Regions from separate parts of the Zea mays genome. Here regions 1 and 2 are each linked to region 3. Evidence: chromatin contacts called from public Hi-C data. All regions are on one chromosome and are shown on one strand. The core of a region is the stretch at or near the end of the contact, and the rest is flanking DNA. Distances in the headings are between cores, read along the strand shown. Region 1 holds the start of LOC100281460 (serine/threonine-protein kinase NAK). Region 2 overlaps LOC100284269 (dihydrolipoyllysine-residue succinyltransferase component of 2-oxoglutarate dehydrogenase complex). Region 3 has its middle 100 kb from the start of LOC100282506.

The links. A called contact is a pair of places that touch in the nucleus more often than the background predicts.
Region 1: a contact with region 3 is called in a Hi-C map of leaf, with 4 times the contacts expected there. The contact joins the promoter of LOC100281460 here to the enhancer-like site in region 3. A contact is called at or near these places in 6 of 25 Hi-C or Micro-C datasets (ear, endosperm, leaf and 2 more).
Region 2: a Hi-C map of bundle sheath shows a contact between it and region 3, with 3 times the contacts expected there. The contact joins two enhancer-like sites. A contact is called at or near these places in 2 of 25 Hi-C or Micro-C datasets (bundle sheath and ear).

The regions. Positions count from the first base shown.
Region 1 is chr2:69,031,552-69,035,083 of Zm-B73-REFERENCE-NAM-5.0, reverse strand. It overlaps LOC100281460 (serine/threonine-protein kinase NAK), which reads left to right and starts at 1,308. Exons shown (of 5, transcript NM_001154378.3): 1 at 1,308-1,876; 2 at 2,283-2,485; 3 at 2,876-3,065. The coding sequence starts at 1,681.
Region 2 is chr2:68,903,924-68,907,804 of Zm-B73-REFERENCE-NAM-5.0, reverse strand. It overlaps LOC100284269 (dihydrolipoyllysine-residue succinyltransferase component of 2-oxoglutarate dehydrogenase complex), which reads left to right. Exons shown (of 13, transcript NM_001157164.2): 12 at 225-419; 13 at 507-1,109. The coding sequence ends at 698. Among protein-coding and RNA genes, the nearest start is that of LOC100284269, 19 kb to the left of the region's middle. Within about 2 kb of position 1,559, at least 16 of the 20 cell types and tissues checked have an H3K27ac peak or open chromatin away from gene starts, as enhancers often do. A contact at or near this core is called in bundle sheath and ear, where this site is marked.
Region 3 is chr2:69,700,457-69,704,316 of Zm-B73-REFERENCE-NAM-5.0, reverse strand. No RefSeq gene overlaps it. Among protein-coding and RNA genes, the nearest start is that of LOC100282506, 100 kb to the left of the region's middle. Within about 2 kb of position 2,591, at least 18 of the 20 cell types and tissues checked have an H3K27ac peak or open chromatin away from gene starts, as enhancers often do. A contact at or near this core is called in bundle sheath, ear, endosperm and 3 more, where this site is marked.

The DNA.
Region 1 (3,532 bases), core at 59-2,558, 670 kb after region 3:
TCAGTTCATCTGTTATGGTAGAGGTATGTTGCATTTTTATGATTATGCTCTTAGGTAAGCTGTTAGGTTATTTGTTGTGGAACAGACACCTAGACTATTTATTGTTGATCATGATTTATATTCGGAATTTAATCTAAAAAATGCCTAATATTTCAACAACTTATAAGTATGGAATGAGGTAATTAGATGCTACATACAAAATGTAATTTTTATGGAGATGGAGAGTTAAATAGAGTCAAAAAATGAGAGTCCTTAGAGATGCTCTTTATGTATACAACCAAATAGCCCCCTTTATTTTCTGATTATGGCGGATTAAGGGTGGAGTTTTATTATGCACTTCAGTACCGATCGAAACAATAGGCGAACGGCGAGGTGTAATGAGAATAATTTATATCAAAAGAGCAATCGCGCGATTGATGGGAGTGAGAAAAGGAATGTAACGATACGTATGATCTCCTAGGTTTGACTGGATGATATGGGAGATTCAATTTCCTATATAACTACTACGTGATTACCGATTTTTAATATCTAATTATGCGGAAGGATTAATAGGTAGTCGATATTGAATGGGTCGCAGGGGTCTTCACCACGCCAGATACACAAATCTGTTTGCGTATTTTTAGTTAAAAATAAAATAGACTAAACATGTAGAATACAATAGATATTAATATATATATATATATATATATATATTTAAATAGGGAGAATCACTTATTATAGTGAGCAGATATAAAGAGGTGTTTGGTTTCTAGTAACTAATTTTAATTTCTTTATTTTATTATATTTTAGTCTTAAATTAACAAATATGAAAATCAAAACTATATTTTAGTTTTTATATTTAACAATTTATGACTAAAATGGAATAAAATAAAGAGACTAATTAGTCTATAGAAACCAAATATCTCAAGTCAACTGGACGGTTAAAATAATTAGTCGATACAAAATCAGTAGTACTCTGCAGCCACCTCAGACAAAAAAAAAGTAGCGCGTGTGAAAGAGCCGACATCTGATTTGGACATGGGCTGTACTCCATTTGCATGTTGCTGCTCAACAATTTATTCCTCAAACCATCAGTGCAATTGCTAGTATTCTGTTAATTCACATATAAATAGTTACTCCATCTGTTCGAAAATAATAATCGTTTTAATCCTTAATTTCTATGTCTATATTAAATGGATGATAAGATTCAATATTGTAATGCTAAACTTAAGGAACGTTTACTATCTACCATGGAAAATAACAGGCAAAAAAACATAACACGTGCTTGTTGGACACAGATATTTGTTTCAAAAGGGGCAACCTAGATCGCAGAATAATTTTCAGAAAATCCTTGTAAAGTGACAGTGAAGTCTCTCCTAACCTCCCGTTTCCGTCCCACGCTTTCCCGTTTCCGTCCTACCAACCCCATGGAGCCTGGACCTTGAGCCCGAGCATCCTGCCGTGCCTGCTCTGCTATAAGCAGCTGCTGCTGCCCAAAGCAGCCGACGCCACCGCCCACACGTCTCCTCCACCTCCCAATCCCCACTTGTTCGCCTCCCCCCGGCCTCCCTGATCCGTGCCGCCCTCCCCCACCCCGTCAACCAGGAGCGCAGCCGCTTGTCGGTGCGGAAATGCGGGTTCGTCTTGCGGCGCCGCGGTGAGCTATTGATTGCTGGTGGTAGCTCGCCCCGGGCACCGGCGATGGGCTGCTTCCCGTGCTTCGGCTCCACGCGCGAGGAGGAGCTCAAGTACTACGGATCCAAGGGCCCCGGCGGAGGCAATGGCGGTGGTGGGCGAGCGACCGCGTCCTCGTCCTCGTCCGCTGCAGCTGGTGGTGGAGGCGGCCGGGTAGAAGAGGCCGTGGTGGCGCCGCCGCGTGCTCAGAGGGGCCCCGCAGGTGCGTGTTGTTTATGCGCGTCTCCGTCTCTCCCTGAGAACTGGGATCCTTCCGCTTGGTTTGTTGTTGGGATCGGAACCGGATCCGGCCGAGGTTTGATGCTCCGTGTTAGTCTCTTCGCGGTGGTTGGGTTGGTACGAATGGAGCGGCTGATTCTTGTGCATGTTGATGTGATTGAGGGAAATGACAGGAACGATTCTGTGTTTCCTTCAGATCTTTTTACAGTATTATTAGAAGGGGGGAAAGGTATCGACTTGTATCTCCAAATTCAGAAACGTGATGATAATCCGTTGATTAGAGACCGGGATATGTTTTCTATTATGATTAGTATATTTGCTTGCTTGCTGAGTTGCTGGGGTATGACTGTCTTGATCTGCATGATCATGTAGACAATGCATATGTGCAGGGGCCGACAAGACACGAGCTAAAGGCAATGCTGGCTCGAAGAAGGAGCTTTCAGTACTCAGGGACGCCAGTGGCAATGTCATCTCTGCTCAGACCTTCACCTTCCGCCAGCTTGCAGCCGCAACGAAGAACTTTAGAGATGAATGCTTCATTGGGGAGGGAGGGTTTGGGCGCGTTTACAAGGGCCGCCTTGACATGGGCCAGGTAATGAGCTTTGTTGTCAAAACGGGGCCTCGACTTTTCTTGTTTCATGCTGTTGGACTAGTACAAAAGTGGCTCAGTCGTACCAATGGCGTCATTGATCTCTCTAGGACATTCAAGAAAAAGCAGTGTTTGCACATGTGTGGTGGATGCCCACAGGCACAAAAAAATATGTGTTCACCTATAGCTGATCCAACTTGTACTGGCCTGATAAATTAGGACACTATGGACTGTTATGTAGGTCCTTCATTTTTAATTCACAGGATGAATGACATGAAACAGACTAACAAGTTTTGCTTGCCATTTGATTTGCATACAATGACTTGAAATCCTGAACTGCAAGATGAGACACTGCATTAGTATTTTACTGAAATGATGAATAATCTACTGCAGGTTGTTGCTATCAAACAGCTGAATAGGGATGGTAATCAAGGAAACAAAGAATTTCTAGTGGAAGTTCTCATGCTTAGTTTGCTGCATCATCAAAACCTTGTCAATTTGGTTGGTTATTGTGCTGATGGAGATCAACGCCTTCTCGTGTATGAGTACATGCCACTTGGATCATTGGAGGACCATTTGCATGGTAAGACTGTTTGTTTCTTTTCTATATTTGTCTTTTTGCATATTAGTGCCTGTTAAGTTTCCTGTTTATGGTTACTTGTTGCTACTGTGCTGTTCAGTGCATGCTACTACTTGTCTTTCACATGCCAATCTACCATGCTGTCTGCGCCCACCTTTCTGCCAGTGTGTTTCATTTTGTCCATGTGCATTAATGCATATTTCCATGATTGTGAAACACTTTTCTCTCCCATGTCCTTTTGTCCATGAAGCAGGACATAATGTACCCTGTAGCCAAAATAGGTTTTTTCAATAGTGAATCATGATTGTGCCTTCCTAATTTCCACCTTTACCATATTAAAGTAGGTGGTACTTTTCATATTTGCATCTTGATTATGGGCACAGTATAATTAAGTGCAGTAGTAGCTCATTTACATCAACCATTTTGAGAGTGGTTTTATACATGGCTCTTTATCACAAAATTTAGATAAC
Region 2 (3,881 bases), core at 310-2,809, 800 kb after region 3:
TTTTTATCTATAGTTGGTTGCACTGAAGATGTTAAAACATGATATTGTACTAGAATTGCATTCTTTTTAGGATAGAGTACTTGCTACTCTGGTGATTGCTGTCTCATCTTTTTTTCTCACCCTCTATCCTAAAGCTATTGTACCTAGAAAAGCCAAAACACAAAACAGCCTATAGTTTGGGATGGTGTATTTACTATGTATATCACTGACTGAAACTTCTCCAGGGCCTTGTGGTGCCTGTTATCCGAGATGCTGATACCATGAACTTTGCTGACATTGAGAAAGGGATAAACAACCTTGCAAAGAAGGCAAATGAGGGGGCGCTCTCGATTGATGACATGGCAGGAGGAACATTCACTATCTCCAATGGTGGTGTCTATGGAAGCCTCCTCAGCACACCTATCATCAACCCCCCACAGGTAGCTACTAAACATTTATCAGTTGCAACACATTTGTAGCATGCAGATGTTTATATTGATCTGAAACATGATCTATGTGAAATGCAGTCGTCAATTCTGGGGATGCATTCCATTGTGCAACGCCCTGTGGTTGTGAATGGTGACATTCTCGCAAGGCCAATGATGTTCCTTGCGCTGACATATGACCACAGGCTGATCGATGGCAGAGAGGCTGTATTCTTCCTCCGTCGCATCAAGGATGTCGTTGAGGACCCCAGGAGGTTGCTGCTTGACATATAAAGTTACTTACCAGTGCTTTCCCGCCGACTGTTTTGTGCTTTCTGGAAATAATACCATGCAAATTTTTGACTGATGAAAAAGAATTGCTTCCTCGGAAAGACGAATTCTGAGCTGAGGATACAGTGAGGTTTTTCTCTATAATCGTAGAAGAGAGCAGCAAACTCAACTCAATGTGAGGTCATGTTTCATTTTCGGGTATAAGATGCTCCATTTCGGGATGCAGTTCCCAGTAATTTTATTTGCCATGCAAGAGCAATAGAAGCTGCTGCATTTTTGTTTGTTGGTTCACAATTTCGCCTCCAGCTGGCCAGTCTGCGACTCAAAAGAGTTGGGCTGCATTACATCTCTACTATTATAAAGCATAAGTTTTCATGGTTCAACAGTTCCACGGTCACAATTTTATAAAAACAGTCTTCAAATTTGCTTAAATAAACCCGCAATAATCCGTTGTCTGCCCCTTCTTTCGCTCCCTGTGCGGTCGCCGAACCGCATTCGTCACCGTTTCCTTCGTTGGATAAGCTTTATCGCCATTGCAACGGTACATCCTATGACCCCTCCCTTTGCTCCCCGCGTGACTGCTGAACTGCATTTGTCGCTGTTTTCTTCGTCGTGGGCACGATTTGAACCAAACAACCGATCTGTATCGCCATTGCATATGTACATCCTATGATTTCGCTCTGTTATGCCCATGGCCGCCGATGAGTTCGCCGGGACGTGAGCGCTCGTGATCGCCGTCGCCGTGAGGGACAACGTCAAGGTATGTGTTCTGTTTATTCGACAACCAAACCACCAAGTGTTTACAGTATTTAACCCATCTCACGCCGCGACCCACACATGGCCCAACTCGACAGGCACACATGGCCCACACATTACAACCCAATCCATACAGCCACATCTGAGCACTGTTTTCGGTCTGACACCGCTTTAGGCTATCCGCACTCATAGAACCCTAAATTTCTACTCTAAAAGGAATATTTCATCCTGTTCAGCGAGATTCTCTACCCTATCCCATAATACTCCGCGGTCATATTCACTCTAAATATCTACCTTATACCATATACCATATATTCTATTATTTATTTTCACCTCTTTCCTTTCCACATCCAACTAGCAGCCAATAGAAAGAGGAGGGAGATTATTCAGTCCACCGCAGAAGGTGCGCTAGCTGTGAAGTTCCTGAGAGCCGTAAAAATTTACAGTTCCTGTTGCAGTCTACCGCTGCATCGTTTGTGAGAGCTGTAAAAATTTACAGTTCCTGTTTGCAGTAGCGACTGCGGATAGCCTTAGAGTTCTCCATTCGGTTCTTCAGGTTCCCCTGCGCCTGAGCCCTCTCCCTACACGTCACCCTGGATCCCGGGCGTGACATCTGCCCCCTCCCGAGCACTTGCTTGTCCCCAAGCAATGGAATGAGGGATCTTCGACAAGTAGCCGACTCACGAGGAATATTGCTCCAACGGATGAGGACTTGTGGGATAGCATGACCTCCTTTCTTGACCAACCGACGCTCCAAAATTTCTTCAGGCACCACATCATGCTGAGCGAGCTCATTGTACCTAGGTAGGGTGGAGAAAACATGAGTATAATTGGATGTAAATGACTTCAGCTGTGACACGTGGAAAATTAGATGAACTTGTGCTGATGGTGGCAACTCCAAGGGATAAGCAACTTCGCCAATTCTCTCCAGATATTTGTATGGCCCAAAAAACTTAAAGGCCAACTTCGGGCAAGGACGATTGACCACCGAGTGCTGAGCATACGGTTGCAGTTTGAGGAGTACAAGCTCACCCATTTGAAACTGACGTTCAGTCCTGAACCTGTCTACCTACAGCTTCATTCGGTTGCAAGCGGCAGCCAACTATTCTCGTAGAAGTGAAGAAAAGGCAGTTATCAACTCGGCCACATCTTTGTCAGTCTTAGATGACACCACATGAGCTCATAACCATATAGGCTTTGAATGGAGAACAACCCAGAGTGGTGTGATACGAAGTGTTATACCAGAATTCGGCCACAGGAAGCCAGGATTTCCATTTCTTGGGTTGAGCATGCACATCACAACGAAGGTACATTTCCAGGCACTGATTAACATGCTCGCTTTGTCCATCAGACTGAGGATGATATGCGGTGCTTAAATTGAGCTTAGTTCCCATGAGTTTGAACAGATGTGTCCAAAAATACTTGTAAACACCTTGTCCCGATCACTCACGAGCATCTCATGCAGTCTTACCACCTGATCCAACATGACCTGAGCCACTTGGACTGCTGTAAAGGGGTGTTTAAGAGCCACAAAATGTGCATACTTAGTAAAAAGGTCTACCATAACCAAAATAGTGTCATACCCTTCTGATATTGGATGCTTCTCAATAAAATCCAAGGTGATATCCTGCCAAGCACCCTGAGGTACTGGTAGAGGTTGAAGTAAGCTTGGAGGATGCACCCTCTCACCCTTAGCTTGTTGACAAGTTGCACATTGTTTCACATAGTCCTCCACATCCACCTCCTTGACTTTCTAGTGAAATAGCTTCTTCACTCGTTGGTAAGTAGCCTGGACACCAGAATGCCCCCCCAAAGCACTGTCATGTAGAGCGGCTACTATTTTAGTTTTGAGTGCAGAGTTGTTACTAATCTAGATCAGACTGCCTTTGCGAATCAAACCTTTGCACAACTGGTATCGTTTGTCATCAGGGCTCTGAACACTCAGTTGGGCTATTAACTATTGTGCCTCAGGGTCAGTATAATAGGAATTTAAAACTTCTTAGATACACAAGGGTTGAACTTCACTAATGGTAGTTAAAACCATTAGATGACCCATTCTGGACAAGGCATTAGGCACAATATTGTCTTTTCCTTGCTTGTAGATCACCATAAATTGTAAGCCCATCATTTTGGCCATAGCCTTCCGTTGCAAATCAGAATGAAGTTCCTGCTGACCTAGAAAACTAAGAGCCTTATGGTCAGTATGGATTTCAAATTCACTCCTCTGCAAGTAATGTCTCCATTTGTCCACACCTATTATCAAGGCTAAGAACTCCTTGTCATAGATTGGCAAAAACTGATTTTGTGCTCCCAAAGCTTTGGTCAGGAATGCCAGTGGCCTGCCTTGCTGCATTAACACTGCTCCTAGACCATGATCACTGGCAACAGTCTCCACCACAAAGGGCTTGTGAAAATCAGGTAATGCAAGAA
Region 3 (3,860 bases), core at 1,342-3,841:
TGGAATAGTGGGTCGACGGGGAGAGTGTCCACGACGGCGTTCTGCGGCGGCGATGACTTGTTCAGGGAATCCAACTACGGTAGAGTTCAATTGGTAAGGTCATCGAGCAACCAAAGACCCTAAGGTTGCTAGAACATAAACCAAAGGGGCACGACGTAACCTGAAGAACGCTAGCCACGGTGAGGTGTATCACGGCGGCGCCCGCGACCGATTGCAGAGAAATTCCAAATTCTCAGGCAATGGCCAAGGAGAGGGATAAGCGAGGGGGTGGACTAGGCTCGTAACGGATGGGCAGAGCTAGTGTGTGTAGCACTCAATTTAAAGGGGTTGCCCGTGGTGTGATCCAATTTTGTATGAGAACACCACGGTGAATAACGCACAGCGGCTCACCGTGGAGCTCATGCCATCATCGGACCACGAGCACGACTCAGGGGATGCCACGACCATGACACCACAGTGAATCAGGCGACTATGTGTCTTTCACCGGGAACACGGCGAACACCGGTGGCGATATTTCAACTGACCACGCGGGCAAGTGGGCATCCAGCTGACCAGCTCAGGGCATATGTTCACCTCACCCAGGATGTTTTCATCCACCGAAGTTATCAACTCCAGACCGAGCGCAAATCTTCTAGGCGAGCACGGATCGTAGTGCGCGATCGTCGGCGGCGGTTCTCTGAATCCGGCGATCTTTTGTAGTTCACTGTTCACACTGAATGGCTCGTTCATCGGTCTGACAGAGAAAATTGAGAGGCTTTATTCTGCAATTTTCATGTGATAAACTACTAATCCGGCTGCATCAAAGTTGTTTTACTATACACCAACTTCAACTTTGTTATAAAGTTCTTGATCATACATTCACTCGATCGAACACAATTTGGCTCTAAATTCGATCCGATGGAACTGTCAGTCAGATTTTTCAGACCAGCACTCGACTGACAGCCCAACATCTAGGCCGTTTTGCTCCAATTTCTGCACAGCTCTAGGGCTCAATCACTTGATCAAACTTGGACTACTATAGTAACTCTACAATTTTGTTGTAGTAACCCATGATCAATTCCTCCTAGATCAAGATATACAGGGGCTTGAAGTCGGCCAGTTAACATTGTATTTTCAGGGTTAAGTATAGAGGTACCCTTGGCTCTTTTTGCATTTTACCCCAAATTGCTCCACAAAACATGGAAATCTCCAAATATAAAAGTTGCTTAGTTTTTGTGTACAGCCCAAAATTGGTCAAAGAAAAAAAATGATAAAATATATTTGAGGATTTTTGAAACTTTGGGAAATTTATTTGGACCCTTCTATCTTCATAGCCAATTAATGGAGTATTATTAGTCGATTAATCCATAAACAAATAGGAATGTGCATCCCATGCTTAAGATTATGTTAGGATACATTTTATTCAACCTCAAATTATAAATGAAAATAGAAAACAGAAACTGAGTAAAAAGAAAGAAAATGATTTCTTCCATAATTGAATAATAGGAAGGAAAAAATAAAATAAAAATATTACAAATAGTAGTATTGATGATCACTTTAAGACATATGTTAGGGCATTTTCTTTATGGAGATCATAAAATATAAAACTATTGTTCTTGAGATAAATATGTGGGAATTACACATTTAAAAGGCAATGATAAATAGAATAATAAATAAAATAATATCAACATTGCATATCATATAGAGTTGATTGCACCAGGAACTTTTGGGCATGAAACCCCAAGCTAGAATCTAAATCCAAATTAGAAAAATCTGAATTTGAATTTAAATAGAAAAGAAAAAGGAGAAGGTGTGGTTTTCATAACTGAAAACATTTTAGCATAAATAAATAAACTAAACAATTATGTTTTACTGGAAGTTTCTGAAATGTGCATTTGAATTTATAATAGAAATTCGAATTTTTTAGATTTAAATTAGAAAACAACGAAGAAAATAGAAATAAAGAAAAAGAAAAGATAACCCAATGGGGCATGCCAGCGCGTGGGCCGAATTCGGATCCTTGGCTCGGCCTAGTGTCTGCCACCCACTGCGCGCTTCCCCTCCATGTGCCGCTGCATTGTGGGTCCCTCTGCCCAGATCCACTCACCTGTGCGCCTCGCTTACGTGTTGGGCCCCTCGGCCGGCCACCATCTGCACTTGGGTTGGCTCCTCTCGGAGGCACTGCCAGGTGGGACCACTTCGTTAGTCAAACACCCAAACTCTGTAGATCTTCTTTCCCCACTCTCCAACTCGCCCTTGCGCGCTTGCCTTAGGGCATGTACAGTGGAGAGACACCAAAACGGTTCTCAAGCACAGGAGACAACTAAGAGACTCTATTGTACAATGGAGTGTCTCTAAATATAGTCTGTTAATAAATACAGAATTAAATGTATTTGTATAGCATCAGATCGATAGAACAGACGACAAATTCGTACAGTGGGAAGTGAGGTGTCTGTTGTTACTTGGTTTACGAGCCAGAGGCGTCTCTTCACGGAGAGACGGCTATAAGATTTTTTTGCAAATAACCCCCTAAAACACCTTAAGAGCCACCACATTAAACACCACTGTACATGCCCTTAGACCCATTGAACCGCTAACTGGTGGGGCCGGGTCATCAGGGTCGTCTTCCGGTCGCTATGCGGTGGGGCCGAGTCATGAGGAGCGTCTTCCCAACAGACTTCGCCGATCTCCCGCCTGTGAATTCCGCATCTCCCTCAACCCTCTTCCCCTTTTTCCCGAGCCACTACATGATCCTCCCGGGTACTTAAGTCAGCTCCCCATACTCCTCTGCATCTCGTCCCGCTAACGTCGCGCGATCGTGAGAGCTGAGAGCCTCCATGGGGGAGAGCACAGAGGAAGTCGCTCCGTGCCGCCATCGATTGTGAGTTGCTGGTTGGCTGGGAGATAAGGTTAATCACTGGCCCGTTTGGATGCTTGGCATTGCGTCGTGGGATTGGAACGACCTCTGGCGCTGTCGCAATTCCTCATCAGAAGTTGGGATCCACCATGGATCGCATGTCCCTGTGGGAAAGGAATGTTGCAGCCTAACCATCGGTAAGTAGTCCTCATCTGAGTCTGCCTTGTCCTCCTCGTCGCGTGGCACCGGTAGAATTAGAGCTTAGGGCATCGGTTCATGGGTGGCTTGTCGCCGGTGCGCCCTTCGGGCGGCGCCGCTGTGTTTGGTCTGCGGTAAGGAGAGATGGGTAGGGGATCGCGTCGTAGCCGTTGGATCAGGTATCAACCATGGCGATTAGATCGATCTCTTACCGGTTCGTGGTGTTGTGTGAGCCGTTGATTTTGGATCGATCGGGCGACTGGCGATTTCTGTTATTTAGGATCTCAGCCGTTGCTCTCAGATATTACGGCCACCGGGGTCTACCAGTTCTGATTAGATCTTTGGCTGTCCGAATCTAATCCAACGACCGAGCTCACTTCATACCCCTTCACGCGGCAAATTTTATGAAGAGCCCCTCTGTTTGGTTATAATAAACCCGCCATCCTTATTATAATTAAAATAAATAGGGTTTAATTGGATATTTGCAGATTCACCCCTGGACTAATTTTAGGGTATAAAAATTTGGTCCATTCAAGTCGCGCTAGCTTCATGTGAATATTTATTATGCAGTAAAAATATTAATTATACCATATTGCATATTTTATAGTTAGATATTTATTTATCCTATGTCTACTAGATTAACTTTTCTAAACCAAAGCTAACCTATCCATAATTATAATTTGATTAACATAAGATCTTTAGTCAAGTTATAATTAAGATTAAGGTTGAGTTAATTATTCATAGAATATTCTCTCATATGGTGTATACTAATCAATTTATAATATAGTTTAATATTTGGACCACATAGATCTCCCATAAATCATAA